Linked DNA regions of Gossypium hirsutum: all the other regions are linked to region 2. Evidence: chromatin contacts called from public Hi-C data. All regions are on one chromosome and are shown on one strand. Each heading gives the region's core, a stretch centred on a gene start, on an enhancer-like site or on the middle of the called end of the contact. The rest is flanking DNA. Distances are from core to core; before and after follow the strand shown. Region 1 holds the start of LOC107961465 (bidirectional sugar transporter SWEET6b). Region 2 holds the start of LOC107959851 (carbonic anhydrase, chloroplastic). Region 3 holds the start of LOC107959853 (cinnamoyl-CoA reductase-like SNL6).

Region 1 (3,167 bases), core at 305-2,804, 150 kb after region 2:
GTCAAAGCTGCTTCAGCCAAAAGGATATGAGCAACACGAAGCTGAAATAACAATAAAAAAACACAATATTTAAAACCCCAAAACCACATACCAAATATTGATGCGTAAGTTCAATCTAACACATGTTCTCATCCTAAAATTCTACCAATAAATCTTTATACATACACACAGTGAATTTGTTAAAATAGAAAATAATGTAAAGGCCAATAAGCATGCAAATTAAGGTTCATGTATAATTACCCTTTTCTTCCGATCATTAGCATAAACCACGTATACGGTTAAGTAGAGCAACTCAATGACAAGGCCAACGCTGTTGATGGTCAAGACTAGAATGTTGTCCTTTTTAACAATGGGAAGACCATAAAACATCCAGAAAATACAGTTCAGAACTGTGCACAAATAGGGGTATGGCTGAAACTCCTCAACTGCCTTGTTCTTATAAATTCGGAAAAAAGTTGGCCTATTAACATTTATTCACAAAAACCAACAATTGTCAGTGAGAATTTTGAATCCAAAAGAAAAAGTTATGAAAAAGAAAAACTTCATTATATATATTCACATATTCAAGAAAAAAACTCAATTTATAGGTATATTTATATAATCGTTTATCATTCTATATATACAACATCTGGAAAAGGAATAAAGAGATTCGAGTCTATAATACTTTTAGAATTATAGTAATAAATTTACTACGGACCAGAAAAAGAAATTTGTTAAGCATTTTTTTTTACCAGCTATTCGTTAAGCTTTTAATTAGGTAAATCTAAAATAAAATAATAAATTCATAGCAAGATAATTAGACAGAAGATGCGTACACTGGCGAGAGGAAGAGGCCGAAGGAGATGACATTCCCTGCAAAACAATATATAAATGTATAAATAAACGAAACAACTTCAAACAGAAAAAAGAAAACTGAATAACCAGTCTTCGATCTTCATAGAATAGTAGATTCGTTAATAACGTAAAAACTTAACATGATAAGCATTTAAGTACATATTTACTTAATGAAAAACTGAAGAGAAATGTGAAAACTCTTATCAAAGCTTTTAAACTCGCAGTAAATCTAAACGCATTAACGTCAACTCATCGCTTATCATGATGAAATTCAACAAAAAGCAATTAAAACCTCTAAAATCTCCAAAACTTAACCTCATGAACACTAAAGTTCATATTTACTTAATGAAAAACTGAAAAGAAGTTTGAAAACTATATTGGCTTATTGAACCAAAAAAAGAAAGGGAAACGATTAACAAAACATCGATCGCCATTGATCAAAGCTTCAAAACATCTTTAAAGCTTCTAATCACGATCAAAATCAAAAAAAAAAAAAAACTAATCAAAACCTTTAAAAGCTCCAAAACTCAACAGAGAAACATAAATTACCAATAATGCCAACGACATTGCGAGCAAGTCCCATCTTCGAAAGCTTAAGCAGTAACGAGAGAAAAGGAGAGGAGAAATTGATGAAGGATGAAGGATGAAGGATGAAGGATGAAACAGATTTGAAAGTTATATATAAAGCAAGGGATAGAGAAGGATTTTTAGTTGGAGTAGAAATCCGCGTCGATAAGATTTTACCTTTTTAAACTAAAATTTCTTTTTTGAAACACGAAATTTTAATTATCCACTAATCCTAATTAAATTCTAATTCCTTTTTCTTTTTCTTTAAAAAATTTGGTATTATTTTTTGTGCATGCAAATTGCATGGCGTCGTGGCTTTGGATAATTGGGGAGAACTGGAGAAGTAAGACGCGGCGTTTAAATCGTTTGTGTGTTTGTTGTTACGGAGGATATTCATTCGGTGTTGGATTTCATCTAAATTACCATTATTGCCATTACCTGAATATCCATGTATTATTATTATGCGTGGCGAAAAAGAATTCGAGACGATTTTCGTCTTTCCAAATTTTCATTTCGCCAATAGAATTTTGCCATGTCAGCTTCAGTTAAGATTTTACAAATTATTAAATTTATATTTTCTTAATTTTATTATTAGAATTATTCAATTATAAATTTTAAAATTTTCAACTATTCGGATTGCGTTGGATACTTTTGATAAATATTCAAACTGGTTTGACTCAGTTTGAAATAGTAAAATAATAAAAAAATATTAATATTTTAAATAATAAACAGATTTTTTTGGATTGAGCATTTACTGTTGCTTTTCCCTGATATAAGTTCAATTAACTCAAAATTTCAACATTAATCACCTTCAATTACTGTAATTAGTCTATCACAATATCAAATTTGATAGAATATATCAAATCTATAATTAATACATATATAATGCTTATCCACAGTGGGTACTAATTAAGTTATTAAATAATTAAACCATCTTTGTTTTAACAAATTAAGCAATTATTATTTTGAGGTATAATTATTTTTTATATGAAATAAAAAAATACATATTTCTAATGAGATTTTATTCCGAGATACCATAACATTCACTTTTTACTTTATTATTTGAACCAAAGTAGTATTTGGTTTTAGTGTCAATTTTAAATAAATATATTACATAATTCTTTTACCTACATTATGTGTGTCCTATAATCTAATAACAACGTGAAATCTACACGTACATCATAAATAGATTTTATATTATGATTAAATAAATTAAATTAAATATGATAAAAATATAGTCTTTTTATATTAAAAATAGGATAAATTTAAAAAATATATATTCGCATAATTTTGGTTAATTTTCTTTTTCTTTTTTACAATTGAACCACGAAAATTATAGTAGAGTAATTAACTTCTAACGTTTTGATCACTCGATTGTTAAAAGTGTGACAAACTTAATAGCGAAACGACCTGACATGTTATGTTTGTCACATAAGCACAAAGTATCATTCATATGTTATCATAAAATAAGAAAATAGAAAATAAAATTAAAAATTAAAGACCAAAACCTTAAAATTGGCGGCCTTCAGCTTATTTGTTTCTTTCTAGACACAACAACAATGAAGCAAAGGAAAAAGAAGAGGATGAAAAAAAGGAAGGAGAAGGAAAAAATGGTGTTACCCGATTTCATCCGGTATGCTTTTTATATGGAAATTTGATTGATTTAAAAATGTCATGGTCTAATGATAACCCAAGTAGAAGATTTTTTTTTATTGAGAAAACTTCGGCCATCAATTTTGTAATTCATGTAGGTTTTTTAGTTATGA
Region 2 (3,330 bases), core at 695-3,194:
GCAATGGAAGGTAAGAGCATTTTATCCTTTTGCTAAGGGAATGGCAATAACATGATAACATTATTGGGTAAGGTTTCTCATCTCCAACTCTTCGGATATATATTTATATACAATATTCATATCGGATGTACATGTATGTCGACATAATCTTTGTTTCGTTGTTAAATATGTTTACATTCAACATTATTACAAGAAACAAGTGATACATATAAGAACACTTTTAAGTTTCCAATAGTAATACCATCATCACTTTTCTCAGTTCAGAATTTGCAAATATATTCATTTCAGACGGAGGGGATCGAGTTAAGCAAAGCCAGCCGCCCCTCCACGCTATGCAATTCTTGCAGATGAACTAATCCGACAGTCTCTGAAGTTTTTTACTAAATGTTGCTACGAGTTTATATTTAAATGTCAGCCACTAATATTTAAAAAAAAAGTAAAATAGTTATAAAATTATTTTAACAAATTTTCTTATAAAAAATAATTACAAAAAAAATCCTTTCTCTCCCACTCAAATTATAGGGGGAAAACATGGCTAGTTTCTCAAATTTCTTCCATTGTGAAAGGAGCGAGAAAGCAGGCGGTATTGCCAGGAATGTGTGGACATATCCAAAAACAAATAAACATCGAAAAGAACAGCTGAGGTTGACTATCTAACACAACCCCACATATCATTGGAGCCATGTTTTAGGGATAGGGTTTTATCTTCATCTATCCATTGCTTTAATATTTTCACCCATTCATTCATTCATCTTCATCTCTCCTGCTGCACCATTGCTCCCCCCCTCCCCCCCAAAACCCAACAACTTTTGCTTTATATTTCTCAATATTATCCCCCACTTTTTTTTTTGTAAGTTTTGTTTCAAACATATATTTATCATCTTCCTGGAAAATTTTTTTAAAATAGGAATAATGTCAAATTTAACCCTTTACGTTTATATCTTCAATTTAGCCATTGTTTTTTTTAGCTAAATTTGATATCATTTTTTTAAAAAGAGTTAAAATTAACTATCAACCTTTTAAAAGTGTCGAAATGATGTTTTTTTGATGAGAATACTAACTAAAATATTAAAATTTTAAATATGACAGTCTGCATGCAATCTATGTGTAGTTATGTCCTGTACTATATATTTTTAAATTTCATGAACTTTTTATATATTTTTTCAATTTTAACTTTGATTTATTTTATTTTTATAATTTATAAATTATTTATTGACGTGACATATAAAATGAATGTTGTTATGTTAGTATGATGTGCATATGAATTGTCATGTAAGTTATCATGTCAACAACGTTAAAAATTAATGTTTTAGTCACTATTTTCTCTTTAAAAAATTAATTTAAATTTTTTTAAAAGACTAAAAGTCAAATTAAACAAAATAAAAAGAATAAAAATCAAATTAAAAAAAATATAAACATTGTGGATTAAATTTATCATTATACCTTTAAAATCATTGCATGCATGTCTCAAGAGGGAAAAAGACTACATTAATAATATATAAAGATGTAATGAAAAAAAATGTAATAAATTTTTATGAAAAATATTTGATGTTTGGGTGCAGCATAAATTTTATGCACTATCACTAAATCACTAAAAAATAAGATAGAAGATTGTCATTAATATAAAATAAAAAAATTAAAGAATTTAAAAATAAAAAATTATTTTTAAAAATATATTAATTATAATTATTAAATATAAATAAATATAAAAATATCAAATCCAAAGTTTAAATTTTAAAATTTAAAAGCGGAAATGTAAAACCAACACTTGAAAGAGAAATAAAATAGTTATATTTATTCAAAAAAAATAATTATATTTAATATTTAATTATATTAAATAAATTTAATCGTAAGTACTTTAATATATTTTTTATTCTACACTAGCAATTATGTGTTATTTTATTATTAATTAAAAGTGCGTGAGATTAATCCTAAATTTATTCATGATAATGCGTTAGAAAGAGAAAAATGGATGTCCATCCAACGTCCAAACATAATCTACAGAGGTAGAAGCTATCCTTCACAAAAATATGGTATAAATATTGTAAATTGTATGACACCTTGTGGCAATGTCGACCGCTTCCATTAACGGCTGGTGCCTCACTTCGTCCTCCACTGCCACCGCCACTTCTTTCCCTCTCTGGCGACCCACATTACGATCCTCCTCCATTGTTGCCACCCTCAACTCTTCCCCTTCTCCTCCAACACTCATCCGCAACCAGCCTGTTTTCGCTGCTCCTGTTCCTTTGCTCACCCCTTCTAATTGGGTATACATATGGATTATTCTCTTTTATTACATTACCTTTTTTTTTTTACTTCTTAAATCTCGCATTATTAAAATATAAATATATAATATATTACGCAGTTATTATTAAAATATTTTTATATTTATTTCTAAAAACTTTTAATAAAGTGACATTTTGAGTATCAAATAATATATATATTTCCATTGTCATGAAAATATTAAATATTAATGTGGCAATCCGTGAGAGTTTAGCACGTGAAACTCTAGGAGTGGCTAAAGACGTAAATTGCCACATCAAAAGTAATTATATCCAAACCACGTTTTATCTCATGATTTGTCAACCACGTGGCATTTCATCAATGGTGGCAGTAGCCACATGAGCAGCTTACAGCCTTGCTAATAATACGTGTGAGGCTGTGGTTACCCTAAACCCACCAATCAAATTTATTTCTTTGGTTGGCTAAATAAATAACATTTAAATTACAAAGAAAACCTTCCCAAATCACGTTTTGTTTCCTGAGTTGGCCTTCCATCAATGGTGCTAATGCCCTTACCTGGTCTAGTAAGACGCGTGTGGCTCTGATTAACCCAAATCAGCCAATCCAATTAATTATCTCTCTTTCTGGCTAAATAACATCAAATATAAAATAGCTGGTTCTGAGAGCTAAATTAAGATTTAACATTTATTCAAAACAGAGAAAGATTCATTGAACTAGTTTGTTTCTTTATTGTCAGACATTTCTCATTTTTGTATGCCCTCCAACGAACTAATAATATATATACATGTACATGTAATGGTAAGAACATATAAGAAAGTCACTGACTTTTACTGGTGCTTGAAATTTTTCAGAGAGAAGACATGGGAGACAAGTCATACGAGGAAGCCATTGAAGCTCTCAAGAAACTGCTTAGGTAATATATATAAAATTATAAACTATCTTAACTTTTATCAACTGTTGGTGCTCTCAGAACATGAGAAGAGTAGACTTTTAACTTAAATTAATTGGAGTTTAAAAGTTTCTCAGCATTAACTTTGAATAAATTGATACATGTAGTGAGAAAGGAGAATTGAAAGCTGTAGCAGC
Region 3 (3,254 bases), core at 448-2,947, 130 kb before region 2:
TCTCTCCATATGCAGGCCAAAAGTGAAGAAGTGAGCACACAATTCCTCACAGAAGCTGTTCTTGCACATGCCTTCATCACATTTTCACTTGCCTTCACTTCTATTTCAGCCATGGATTTCTAACCAAAACACCAGAAGGTCGCATTATTTTCTATTAGTGAAAAGTAAGCTTCAACTTGGTGCTAAAGAGAGTCTAAAACTATGTTTTTCGGTACAGGTATCCTTAAATTTTCCAAATATTTAGAGAATCATACTCAATATTTATGTCCAAATATGTGTTGAATATAAATATTAGATACCAAAAGTCGAAACAACATATGCATAAAAGGACATGCAAGTATAAGAAGGTGAATGATGAAGTTTATGATTTTGGCATAAATTCAGACCACAAACTAGCACTTGTGGTGCCCTGGACCCGGTAGGCCAACCCAATAATGAAGTCGTCAGGGGCATGCTTATTTTTGCAGTGAAAGACTTATTTTTAGAAAGCAACACTTTTCAGTTGACTTGTTCATCCCATTCCTTTCATCTTTCATCTCAAGAAGAACTATCTACCTACGAAATATACTGATGGTACCCCGTACCTGGAAGTATAACTATCTACCTACGAAAAATAATGTTGGTGTTTCCTTAGCTACTTGGACTGAGGTGAAACCATGGAAGTGCTGGATACAAGTAGGTGTCCAAAATATGTTCAATTTTTCTAATCTTTTTTTTTTCTTCTAAATGGGACTATCTTCGTATCTAGGTCCGGATATGCTCAAAGAATACTTAAAAAAAAACAATGGGCAAGAACTTGGCAATGTAAGAAAAGTTAGTCTTTGTGTAATGTTCATTCCTATCATAGAACAAATTGCAGCATTATTAGTCACTTGATGTGTGTGAATAGCAAAGAAAAGAAGGAAAACTCACTGAATAACCAGAGATGCCAGAAGGATCAACAAAAGCAGAGGTGTGAAACACTCCACGACACCCATCAAAGGCCTCCATCAGCCCCTGGATTTCAGTTTGCCTAGCCATTACCACTGATATTTTATTGTTACAAGCCATCATCATCTCCCCAGAAACTTGCATCTCCCTCAGCTTCTCTACATCTTCTGCAGTTTTTTTGAATCAAACCCAAAGAACCCACTTAATAAAGAAGTCTACGGGAAACAGACAACAACCTTAAATCAGACAAGGGTTTTCTAACCTTGTCAGATTCCAGGCTGTTCTGAACAATAGAATGGTTACCTTGGTTATCCACAAGGATTCGAACAGAGTATCCACGGAGCAAGAGACGATTAACTAAGGCAAGCCCAAGGAAAGAAACACCACTGGTCACACAAACAAGCTTGTCTTGTTGAAAATCAAGGTCGGCGATATGGGAACTCATTAGGCCTTTGAAGTCATCATTTTCTTTGCTTCTTTCCGTGGCAGCCAAAGCAACTAAAGTCTTCCTGAAGTCTTCAAACTCCCTTCTTTCACTCTCTTCATCTTGCGCCCTTGCAATCCCCATGATTAAGTTTGAAGCTCTGGGTCAGTTTAAACTCTCGTTGCTATAATTGTCTGCAAAGGGAGGCTAAAACAGAGACGATCTAAAGACAAAATCATGCAAAAGGCATTACTCCCATATTTGAAAGCTTATTTATTTAACAAATTTCAATGAGGTGGGCTGCGTAACAGTCCAATTGAGATAATATAGAGACTCGGCTTGCTCGCTTGGCTTGATTTTAAGTGGCTACAAATAAATAAACGTGTAATGTTTGGATTTTTCTTATTTGTTTATCAATTCTTTTTATTTGTTTAAGTGTACTTTGTATTTAAATGAAAAAAATGTTTTATATAATATAATATATAAATGCGAATGTTTTTAGTCACATGCAAAGGTTTTTTTTTTTTTTACTTTGTTATTCTGATTTTTTTATTATTTCTTATCTTGAATTTCTAAAAAAATTACTTTTGAGAATTTGTTTTTTATTGAATTTTTTCACGAAGAAAAGGACAAAGAAAGAAAGTATCAACTGATAAAACTAATTTAGGATCTCACCATCCATCAACGTCATGTTTCGTGCTATTTATTTAAATTTACGTTTTCATGATTTAATTTTAAAAATTTATAAATAGTTGTTAAATTATTTAAAAAAATTTATTTAATAATTAATTTATAATTTTTTAAAATTGAGTGACTAAGATATAAATTAAATAATAATTTAATAATTTTGAGTATAATTTATTGAAAAATTTAACATGTTACATGGGATTGTTGGAATTTTTCAAATTTCACAACTAAAAGAAATGAGAGAACTTGAAATTTCCAATAATCTCACATAGTATGTTAGAGTATTTTTGTAAGTTCATGCTTTCATCTATAAATAGAGTATAAATTTCAATAATTTTTAAGTAGCGCTTAGAAACTCGGATTTAGATTTAAAATTTAAAATTTTAACTTTGAAATTTATGATTTATGTATTCATTATTTCAATTTTTTTTGTTTGCAAGTGGTAGGAATAGAAACAGAAAATAGGAAATAGAAAAGGGAAGAAGAAGAATAATAGGGGAAGACAAAAATTGAAAGGGAAGAAGCAAATAAAACATATTCATTTCATTACCCTCCATCCAATTACAGCTGCATATATATATAAGGAAATAAAACAGTCCAAAATTGGTTAAAACTAACAGTACTAACGTTTATTCAAAACGCCCCGTTTTTACTGAAGTCACTGCACATCATTTCATTTATACTAAAACGCACCGTTTACGACATTTCAGTTTTGACCCGTATCAAATACTCTCCCCCTAAAATGATCATTGTCCTCAAGGATCAACTTGAGGAAGAATGCTCTTGAGTTGGTCTAAGGACTCCCAAGTAGCAGACGGTCCATTCAGCATGCCTCTTCCAGGCTGCCTCTTTTTCCCTCTCTCGAGCACTTGCTAAAGACATGCAACCACCATTCTTTCCCTCGAAGGTTTCATAATCATAGTATCTGCAAAACCTGCTGCTTTTCTTTTCTCGAGTTCATCATTACAAATATTTTTCGCAAGAAGAATCATCTTTGGTGACTTAAAAACATGTCCATTTTTCTGTCTGTCCAACGTTTGTAATTTGGAACCACCATCCTCACCAGAAAGCCATGAACCCTTCTCAACAAGATTCATAATTATCTGCTTAAATCTGCCTGGATCTCCTGTAACCATTTCTGGAACTTTATCAGAAACAAACACTGCCAGCTCAATACCTTTATTTCTAGATTTCTCAAAAAATAAAGAGAGCA

What was found. Hi-C and Micro-C count contacts between places; a contact is called where the count stands out from the background.
Region 1: a Hi-C map of leaf shows a contact between it and region 2, with 2.0 times the contacts expected there. The contact joins the promoter of LOC107961465 here to the promoter of LOC107959851 in region 2. A contact is called at or near these places in 5 of 34 Hi-C or Micro-C datasets (all in leaf).
Region 3: a contact with region 2 is called in a Hi-C map of leaf, with 1.6 times the contacts expected there. The contact joins the promoter of LOC107959853 here to the promoter of LOC107959851 in region 2. A contact is called at or near these places in 2 of 34 Hi-C or Micro-C datasets (both in leaf).

What each region holds. Positions count from the first base shown.
Region 1 is chrA05:99,619,889-99,623,055 of Gossypium_hirsutum_v2.1, forward strand. It overlaps LOC107961465 (bidirectional sugar transporter SWEET6b), which reads right to left and starts at 1,555. Exons shown (of 6, transcript XM_041114252.1): 1 at 1,384-1,555; 2 at 816-852; 3 at 241-460; 4 at 1-41. The coding sequence starts at 1,417.
Region 2 is chrA05:99,467,585-99,470,914 of Gossypium_hirsutum_v2.1, forward strand. It overlaps LOC107959851 (carbonic anhydrase, chloroplastic), which reads left to right and starts at 1,945. Exons shown (of 8, transcript XM_016896015.2): 1 at 1,945-2,267; 2 at 3,096-3,157; 3 at 3,301-3,330. The coding sequence starts at 2,070. It overlaps LOC107959850 (probable phospholipid-transporting ATPase 8), which reads left to right. Exons shown (of 12, transcript XM_041114245.1): 12 at 1-36.
Region 3 is chrA05:99,332,874-99,336,127 of Gossypium_hirsutum_v2.1, forward strand. LOC107959853 (cinnamoyl-CoA reductase-like SNL6) reads right to left here and starts at 1,698. Exons shown (of 5, transcript XM_016896016.2): 1 at 1,234-1,698; 2 at 913-1,097; 3 at 1-119. The coding sequence starts at 1,498. It also overlaps the pseudogene LOC107960977.